3 separate regions of the Mus musculus genome follow, and regions 1 and 2 are each linked to region 3. A link is a contact called in public HiChIP or PLAC-seq data. All regions are on one chromosome and are shown on one strand. The core of a region is the stretch at or near the end of the contact, and the rest is flanking DNA. Distances in the headings are between cores, read along the strand shown.

Region 1 (3,178 bases), core at 671-3,170, 68 kb before region 3:
GAGATGCCAAAGTCATAGTTTCCTTTGGCACAATACAGGGTTCCTATCACCAAATTCACAATGCAAAGGTGGTAGATTTTCTTGTCTGGGTCACCATAAGAGAGTTGTTCCTCCTCCTTCTCAATCTTCCTCATGAGCTCCTCAGCTTCCTCGTTTTGACTTGTCATGATATAGGAAACACAGAGGTTGGCTAACACAATAGCACTGACACTCAGGATGTTATCATAATTCTTCTTGACAATGGGCTCATAGAAACCAATGGCCTCTTTGTACTTGTTCTCCTGCATGAAGAGGACATGGGCCACATTCAGCTTCCACACATCATGGTCATTACAGAATTCCACAGATTTGCGGAAGATCTTCTCTACCATTGGGTAATTCTCAAGATTCCAGTAGATTTTTGCCTGGGCCATCAGTACAGGAATATATTTCTCAAGAGTTTCATCATATTCATTCATAGCCTTTTTAATAATTTCATCATCTCTGTTATGCCTTGCTTCTTGAACTTGCTTAGTGAGTCTCCTGAGCTGCTCAGTCAGCATGCCAGCCAACCCATCAAGTTTAATGAAAGCCTCTTCAGGAGCTGTCTGGCAAGTGATCATGGCATCCAAGAAGTCATAGAGATAGGGTGTGAGGAACTTGTAAGTTAAGTGGGCATTTTCTGCCAGGACATCAGCTGCCAGGTCAAAATACTCATATTTACAGTAGAGCAGCAGCAGGTTGCCAAAGGTCTCTGGGGGAAAGGGGTTCTGCTGGAGCAGAAACTGGAGCTTTTCAAAGCCCTCTGTGGGCTTGGCATCCATGTTCATCAGAGCCTGGTTGTGGAGGGTTACGGGGTCCAGCTCTTCCTCTGCTCTAGGAGGCATGTCAGTGAGAGTTTCTTGGGCTACCTCAAAGTTTCTCAGCTGATACTCTATGGCTGCCTTGAGGTTGAAAGCTTCAATCAGAGCAGTCTGGTGAAGGACTACAGTGTTGCCAACACTGCGAACATCAATGCCCTCCGTGGTCATGCCCACACCGAGTTCTGGGTGTTGACGGATGCCACGCTCAATGATGTCAGCGATATGCTTCAGAGCAGGCGCGTACTGCCGACTGCTGTAATAGGCCAATGCCAAGTTGTAGGAAAGGTCAGGCTGGTAGCCAGAAGCCTGCAGGGCCGCTAAGAACTTGGAGCAGGCAGCTTCATAGTGTCCCTCCTTGTAGAGCAGACAACCCATGTTGACCAAACCATCTGGGTCATTCTCCCCTCCACTGTCTTCTCCAGCTTCCCCACTCAGCAGCTGCTCCACCAGGCTCCTGGCTCCTGGGAGGTCACCTTCACTGTACTTGATAGCAGCCTGGAGACGAAGGACTCGAGTCTGATAGGCGGGGTTGTCCAGGAGGAAGGTGACCCTGGTGGCTTCTGGATACAGGCAGGCCTTGTACAGCGCCTGGGCCTGGTACAGGCGGTACTGCTCGAGTTCCGGGTGCATCTGGCTCAGCTGCTCATAGCACTCTGCAGCGAGCTCGAACTCCTGCAGGCGGTAGTAGCAGTAGGCCAGCAGCGACAGCCCTGCGCGGCTGCGGGAGCTTCTCTGCAGCTCTGCGCTTAGCAGCTGCACCGCCTCTGAGTAGCGGGAGTCGCGGATGAGCCTGTACACCACCGCTGTGAACTCACCGTCGGGAACTTTAGAGCTGCTTTGCCACGCCATAGCCGCCAAAATTGTAGCGCGTGCTAGTTTCCAAGGAAACTAGGTAACCGGAAACGGAAGTTCATCCAGCGGGTGGCGGTTAGGTCTGAGGTAGAAAGGATCTGTTCCGCATGACTAGGAACCGTTGACATAATCCCTGAATTTTTTTGTTTTGTCTTATAAGATTACAAACTGGGTTGGGACAGAAGTCGGAGAAGGGACAGAAACTTGTTGCAAGTAGTCCAGACATTATACTCCCGGTTTCTCCCGGCATGCAACATTGTTACTTCCCCAATGGGACGTATCCACTTTGCATTCTGGGAGTTGTAGTCTTATTTCACGAGTACTGAAATCTGGGGACTTGGCGTATTGTTTGTGTATTCAATTCAGATAGGAAAAGGTCATAAGACTTTTAGGCCGTTAGTAGGAGTTTTAGACTCCCTTTACTCGTTAGAACGAGTGAGCGTTGCTTGTTTTCTAGCTAGATAGTGTGACCTCTCTGTGGAAGAGCAGTAACCTGATTAGGGCCTGGGGTCCCTGGAGGTTTTTTGAGGCTTGTACTTTTTTTCCCTATTGTATATTTTGAAATCTGCTGAATTATCCGTTAGTGCCGAACTAAGTGTGTACTTCTTAATAGAATAGTACAGTGACCAAGCATTCTGCACCAAGTAGAAAATGATCTACAAATGGCGGGCATTTTGTTTGTTTGTTTGTTTTTGGGTTTTGAACGTCCGTTTATTAAGAATATAGTAAGCAAAGGTAAAATAGTAGGAAATAGCTGATAGAAACATCAGATCGATAATTCAATATAATCAAATTGAAGGCTTACAAATATTAGTTGAAATCAACTAGGGCAGCCATTGAAGAGGTTAGCTAGGATTCCCAATGAGAGTCCTAGGCAGATCAGAGTGTCTAGTTGGGTAACTGTGCTAAGTAAAATCACACAAGCCAAGGAGCAGATAGACAATAGCATCAAATCAGGCTTTCTCCAGAATCGACTAAAGCAGACCTTCTGAAAGAGTCATAGTTGAGTTCCTGACCCAGATTCTCAGCAGAAGCAGCTCTCTGTCACCTCCAAGATGGAGGTAGATAGTGTGATGGTGAGATGGCGGAAACTTTTTAAAATCTCAGTGACATATCTTTTCCAACAATGCCACATCTTCCCCAACAGTGCCACCAGCTGGGGACTAAGTGTTCAAACATCTGAACCTACGAGGGACATTCTCATTCAAACACTACAGAGGCTGAACCATGACAACCAAGAACTAGGTTCCATGAGAAACGGTGAATGGCAAATCATTCTATCTTCATGTCTCCAAGAAACTGTAAAGGCCTGCCAAATGAGGGCACCAAGTGTGTATGAGGAAAGATTGCTGTGTCCCTTTTTTTTTTTTCTATAGAAACAATCAAGTAAATTGGTGTGGGCAGTAGGCTTCTGACTTCCATGACTCAATTGCACTTTCAAACAGATATACAATGACTAGTGGGGTTGGGTATCCCCTAGTTCC
Region 2 (3,250 bases), core at 654-3,153, 110 kb before region 3:
GCTCTAGAAACTGCACACATTCTTGAATGACACTGTCCCTTAGCATAATTGTGTGCTTTGACATGTTCTCTAGTAAGGACAGGAAACATCTCTTGGCATAATACCATGTATCGGTGCCTAGCTTTTTATGGTAAGGCTCCAGGCTTTTGATAACCCGAGAGATGCCAAAGTCATAGTTTCCTTTGGCACAATACAGAGTTCCTATCACCAAATTCACAATGCAAAGGTGGTAGATTTTCTTGTCTGGGTCACCATAAGAGAGTTGTTCCTCCTCCTTCTCAATCTTCCTCATGAGCTCCTCAGCTTCCTCATTTTGACTTGTCATGATATAGGAAACACAGAGGTTGGCTAACACAATAGCACTGACACTCAGGATGTTATCATAATTCTTCTTGACAATGGGCTCATAGAAACCAATGGCCTCTTTGTACTTGTTCTCCTGCATGAAGAGGACATGGGCCACATTCAGCTTCCACACATCATGGTCATTACAGAATTCCACAGATTTGCGGAAGATCTTCTCCACCATTGGGTAATTCTCAAAGTTCCAGTAGATTTTTGCCTGGGCCATCAGTACAGGAATATACTTCTCAAGAGTTTCATCATATTCATTCACAGCCTTTTTGGCAGATTCATCATCTCTACTATGCCTTGAATCCTGTACTTGTATGGTGAGTTTCCGGAGCTGCTCAGTCAGCATGCCAGCCAACCCATCAAGTTTAATGAAAGCCTCTTCAGGAGCTGTCTGGCAAGTGATCATGGCATCCAAGAAGTCATAGAGATAGGGTGTGAGGAACTTGTAAGTCAAGTGGGCATTTTCTGCCAGGACATCAGCTGCCAGGTCAAAATACTCATATTTACAGTAGAGCAGCAGCAGGTTGCCAAAGGTCTCTGGGGGGAAGGGGTTCTGCTGGAGCAGAAACTGGAGCTTTTCAAAGCCCTCTGTGGGCTTGGCATCCATGTTCATCAGAGCCTGGTTGTGGAGGGTTACGGGGTCCAGCTCTTCCTCTGCTCTGGGTGGCATGTCAGTGAGGGCTTCCTGGGCTGCCTCGTAGTTTCTCAGCTGGTACTCTATGGCTGCCTTGAGGTTGAAGGCTTCGACCAGAGCAGTCTGGTGAAGGACTATAGTGTTGCCAACACTGCGAACATCAATGCCCTCCGTGGTCATGCCCACACCGAGTTCTGGGTGTTGACGGATGCCACGCTCAATGATGTCAGCGATATGCTTCAGAGCAGGCGCGTACTGCCGACTGCTGTAATAGGCCAAAGCCAAGTTGTAGGAAAGGTCAGGCTGGTAGCCAGAAGCCTGCAGGGCCGCTAAGAACTTGGAACAGGCAGCTTCATAGTGTCCCTCTTTGTAGAGCAGACAACCTAGGTTGATCTGACCATCATAATCACTCTCCCCTCCACTGTCCTCTACACCTTCCCCACTCAGCAGCTGCTCCACCAGGCTCCTGGCTCCTGGGAGGTCACCTTCACTGTACTTGATAGCAGCCTGGAGACGAAGGACTCGAGTCTGATAGGCGGGGTTGTCCAGGAGGAAGGCGACCCTGGTGGCCTCTGGATACAGGCAGGCCTTGTACAGTGCCTGGGCCTGGTACAGGCGGTACTGCTCGAGTTCCGGGTGCATCTGGCTCAGCTGCTCATAGCACTCTGCAGCGAGCTCGAACTCCTGCAGGCGGTAGTAGCAGTAGGCCAGCAGCGACAGCCCTGCGCGGCTGCGGGAGCTCCTCTGCAGCTCTGCGCTCAGCAGCTGCACCGCCTCTGAGTAGCGGGAGTCGCGGATGAGCCTGTACACCACTGCTGTGAACTCACCGTCGGGGATCTGTGAGCTGCTCAGCCCTGCCATATTCACCTAGCTTGTTTTGCATCCTGGTTTCCAAGGCAATAGGCCAACCGGAAACGGAAGCTGTTCAGCGGCAAGTATCCAACGGAAGTGTCTTGTGGATAAAAGCGAATCACCGACACGTTTCTATCAATTTCTGGATATGTTTTTAAACACTCTAGACTGTGGGGAAGCAATTGGGCTTGGTCTGGAAAATTTTCTAGGTAGTTCAGAGAGGGATATTCCACGTCCCGGCCTACATCGCTTCCGTTATCGCCCTGCATCCTGGGAAATGTAGTTTTTCCTCTTTGACGTTTTACAGTAATTGGAGTCTCTGCCTTTTCTCTGGGATCGGGATCTTGTTTCTATTGCTTTGATTGCTTCTTTGTTGGCACTGAAGTAAAGTTTTCTTGTGAAGGTCCCCCGGGATGCAGAAAATTCGCTGTTCTTTGAGGGTTCGAGTTGCTTGGCAATGGTGACGAAATGGGAATGAGGGCCGTCTCTGGACTTCAGGAATTCTAGTATATTCTTGCCAGCTGCTCTGACGCCCACTTTTTGAGAACGTTGTTAAGCAAGGGCCGGCAGTCCGTATTTTATTCTGTATCAAGAGGTGACGAGAGGGGGAAGGAGAGTCTGAATTGTAACTGGTGCTGTTTTAGATTTAAGTACCATTCGCCCTCTGTTTCGTAAATGACCGCTGTTATGAACGTAAATTGGTGCTTGAATTGATGAAGCACACGGCTTTGGTCTTTTCCTTCTTCAAGGAGAAGCCACAAAACTAACATTTTCCCCCTTTCCTATATGCTATTTTTCTCACCCTCTAAGCTCTACCAAACACTACCGTGAGTTTGTTCAAGACGTAATCAGCCTGTGCTTCTCGTGCCTCTGATCTTGTTTTCACGTATGAATCAGCTAGTTAATACATAAATGCTTCGCCAACTCCTTTCCCATACCCAGACTCTTAATTCGAAGCTCTTCAGGCAGTTACTATCTCTCCTTTCCCCCCTGTATGTAGAATGAGTCTCTAGGTTCTGTGTTATTGTTTTGGGGAGGTTATTCTGTATAAATTCAATTTTATTCTAGTATGACAGAGCAGTAAAAAACTACCGACTTATAAGCCGATATTGAATCACTGTTGAAAACCATGTACATAGATTTGACTGACCCTAATGTGTGGGGACATAAATATAATGCTTAGTTAAGCATTTGAGAAGTAACCAAGATAGCAGAATATTAATGTGTTCTTTCCAAATGAAGTAGTGACAAATTGTATGATTTTTCAATAACAAGGCTGTACTTTTAGAGCACGGATCATTTGACGTGGCTCTGGGAGGCACCTGGGAGACTGTTACCTTTTATAGTTTTCCACGATCTCCTCTAGCTACACCCAAGGCAAACAGACCACATGAAGGCATATCTTTGCTT
Region 3 (3,108 bases), core at 242-2,741:
TAGGTTTAGGGAACAGGTGAGCAGGGCATAGGTGGAAACCAGGTGTGGAGAATGAAAGGTCTACAGCAAGCTTCCTCAGGCCCTCTAGCTTCTGCATGTCTGTGAAAACTGGGAAGTGGGACAGTGGTGACATCTGCCTTCCTGATGGCAGAATGGAGTGGACCCTGGGACCCAGGGGTTCAGTGCCTTATACTTTTGCTGGTCATTATCACTCGGAAGAAGCTGGAGTGGAGGCTGACCAATGTGTCACGCTTAGATGACACAAACCTTGGGGGGGGGATGGGCTGTTTATGATCTGTGATTACAGATGTGGGCTCTCTGGGGGGACTCATCACACTTGCCAGAAAAGAGCAAACCAAAGCCCCTGCTGTCTTTGCCCCCCTGCAGCTCTCAGCTGACATGTGGCTTTTCTATTCCAGAGCCATAGCCGACAGGAAGCTGGCTCCCTCAGTTCCCATGGCCCTTACCTAGGGGCTTTATTCTGAAATGGAAACGCAGCCCCTCTGGCCTATCCCACGTTCAGGCTTTGGAGTGGTGGTCTCTATTATAAGATTGAAGGCTTCGGTTATATTACAGAAGACATGCTTTCTCAAGATAGTGTAGAGTTAAAAAAAAAAAAAGAACCCTCCATATTTAATGATGGCATTCCAGTGAAGCAGGGTCTTAATGGTGATAATAATAATAATAATAATAATAATAATAATAATAATAATATGGTGTAGGTAGAGAGTTGACCAATAATGGGGGAGAGATGATCCCTTCCTGGCCTAAAAATAAAAAATGTTTGTATGCCTTTGGAAAATTAAACAGGTTCTTCCTGGCAAGTTAGAAACTCAGCTGCCGCAGCCAGAGTTATTTTCTGGTTTCTGTTTTTCTCTGCAGAGAGAAGCCAGCACTCCACCGTCTAAGTCCTGTGTTGCTGCAGGAAGTGAAACAAGGCCCTTGGCCTTAGCCCTGGCCTTGGGGTTACTAACCGTCTCTCACTTTCAAATGCAGTCCTACGAAAAACTTTAAGTTCTTTCGTCTTTTATTCTCAACTTCACTATTGAAGCTTGACTCTTACTGTGTGTCCTTTAACGAAGGCAAAACGATGCTCTGTTAATAAGCAGTGTCTCTGCCTGCTACGCTGTAAGTGGATCTGCATAACCTCCAGTGAGGCCAGAGGAGGCAGCTTAGACCCTGAGCAAGGCTTTTGACATGTGATAGGCTCACAAAAGGCACGAAAGTCTGAGTTTAACTTAAGCACAGCCTCCTGCTCCCGTGGATTTGTACACGGCACAGCACAGAGAGAGCGGGGATCGCTTAGTTGGCCTTCTGTGGAGGGGAGAAGCCGAGCGAGTCGCACCTCACTCTGAAGGATCATCACAGCATGGTTAAAATGGTGATGCTCCAAGGTCGCCGAGGTCCCGTAGAGCTGGGCCAGTGCAGAGTCACTCCTGAAAGAGAACAGAAGGCTGAGTAGGCGGGGCCCTTCAGCTCACCATTTCCCATACCAGCCCTTTGGACTGCTCTGCTCTTGGCAGTGGAGCATGCGCAAATGCATTCCAGTTAACTGTGGGTGGAGTTCATTGTCTCTTAAGCGAACTTTGAGATAATTTTCTGTGTGTTCAGATGGATGCCATGGGTGATACACAGTCAACAAGACCCAGTCCTGGACTTTGATGAATCTACAGAGTAGTGAGAGATAAGATGTGATCAAGAGCAAATGAGCAAGTGTAAAACATGTAGTACAGATCCCAAGTGCTTTGAGTGTGTGTATATGTGTGTGTATGCATGTATGTGTGTGCCTATGTGTGTGTGCATGTTTGTATGTATCTGTATGTGTGTGTATGCATGTGTGTGTGTATATGTGTATGTATATATGTGTGTGCATGTGTGTGTATGAGTATGCATATATATGTGTGTGTATATCGATGCGTGTGTATGTGTATATATATGTGTGCTATAACTCTTGCTTCCCGATCCATGTAGGCTTCATGAACTAAGCCTTATAAATCTTCTGAGTTCGCACAGAGACTTTCTCATTTCATATGTGTTTGACTTTCCTCTGGAAAATACTTGGACGATATTCTGCAGCATCTTTGTTATTTATTCAGCATAAATTTTAACACTCTCTGTTGAGGGTTCCTCACCCACTCTCGGATCTCACTGCAGAAGACTAGAAAATTCCTTGGACTTGAAGTCGCAGCTCTTCCTTCAGTAAGTAGACTTGGGTGGCTATTAGACTTAAGGCCCAGTTTCTTTGTCTCTAAAATCATGCCAGCACTGTCTGTCTCATCTGTTGTTTATGACACTACAATAAAACGCTCGAAAGTGCCTGTCACAGTGCCAGAAAGGGAGTAGAGAGGAGTCTACATTAATTATTAATAGATAATTAAAACACACACAGACATTTCCATTTTAAATGAACACAAAGTTCACTGATACCTAAGGGGGTTACTGTATTATCTATAAATTCCACTTATGTAGAACAGCCTATCCCTCAACAATGCCAGTTCAGTAAAGTATTTTAGAATGTTCCAACAGTTCATCCCCTAGCATTTCTTTGGATTAAGATTTGGTTCAGAGAGACCCAGGGAATCAAATAGCCATTCTAGGGCTCAGTTGAGGATACATCTAGGTCCTGGAAGTCTTTGCTTGCTTATTGTAGAAAGTTTGCAGGCTCGAAAGGACAATTTGGCTTTAACTTGCAAAGGCTGGAGATTTTCAGCTCGTAGCCTGTCCTGCTGGCGAGAGAAGGAAAGGCTGCCCGAATACACAAGAACAGCTTCCATCCCAGCTGCCTTGTGCTGTCGTGTGAAACCGTCAGTTTCAGGGCTGCTGAGGACATACGATCCTTGGAGAGACTCAGCGCCACTCAGACTAGGAGAAGCAGCAGCAAGGTTAGGTGGAGCAGAACTTCTGATCAAGACGGTTGATGACGGAGGGGACTGGATTTTAGTTACTTTCTGAAGTCTTGCCCAAGTTTACTACATCATCTAAGAATCGGACAAAGGTCGAGCTAATCTATGGATGGGTTAACATTTAAGGTCAGTTGCCATTTGTCTTACGTAGAACGCAAGACCAGGACAACTCAGACGGACTCAGACGCTGAGCTTCTGTGTGCCC

Evidence for each region. HiChIP or PLAC-seq counts read pairs in DNA pulled down with a chosen protein or histone mark.
Region 1: an H3K27ac HiChIP or PLAC-seq map of extraembryonic endoderm stem cells shows a contact between it and region 3. The contact joins the promoter of Ttc30a1 here to the enhancer-like site in region 3. A contact is called at or near these places in 18 of 39 promoter capture datasets (the 3T3-L1 cell line, 3T3-L1-derived adipocytes, the HPC-7 cell line and 11 more), 7 of 15 datasets of contacts at CTCF or cohesin (the NIH/3T3 cell line, embryonic stem cells, hippocampal excitatory neurons and 2 more), 168 of 484 Hi-C or Micro-C datasets (3T3-L1-derived adipocytes, the AML12 cell line, the AtT-20 cell line and 78 more), 35 of 115 datasets of contacts at active chromatin or transcription factors (PVALB interneurons, VIP interneurons, bone marrow-derived dendritic cells and 21 more) and 5 of 9 other capture datasets (adipose tissue, embryonic tail, liver and 2 more).
Region 2: a contact with region 3 is called in an H3K4me3 HiChIP or PLAC-seq map of intestinal villus epithelium, with 5 read pairs. The contact joins the promoter of Ttc30b here to the enhancer-like site in region 3. A contact is called at or near these places in 3 of 39 promoter capture datasets (cranial neural crest, macrophages and second pharyngeal arch cranial neural crest), 1 of 484 Hi-C or Micro-C datasets (nephron progenitors), 4 of 115 datasets of contacts at active chromatin or transcription factors (cardiomyocytes, embryonic stem cells, intestinal villus epithelium and 1 more) and 1 of 9 other capture datasets (pancreatic islet).

What each region holds. Positions count from the first base shown.
Region 1 is chr2:75,980,047-75,983,224 of GRCm38.p6, forward strand. Ttc30a1 (tetratricopeptide repeat domain 30A1) reads right to left here and starts at 1,921. Exons shown (of 1, transcript NM_030188.3): 1 at 1-1,921. The coding sequence starts at 1,691.
Region 2 is chr2:75,936,559-75,939,808 of GRCm38.p6, forward strand. It overlaps Ttc30b (tetratricopeptide repeat domain 30B), which reads right to left and starts at 1,904. Exons shown (of 1, transcript NM_028235.1): 1 at 1-1,904. The coding sequence starts at 1,849.
Region 3 is chr2:76,048,795-76,051,902 of GRCm38.p6, forward strand. Pde11a (phosphodiesterase 11A) reads right to left here. Exons shown (of 20, transcript NM_001081033.3): 14 at 1,346-1,436. Among named protein-coding and RNA genes, the nearest start is that of Gm52518, 14 kb to the left of the region's middle. Within about 2 kb of position 1,492, at least 30 of the 459 cell types and tissues checked have an H3K27ac peak or open chromatin away from gene starts, as enhancers often do. A contact at or near this core is called in the N1E-115 cell line, adipose tissue, extraembryonic endoderm stem cells and 3 more, where this site is marked.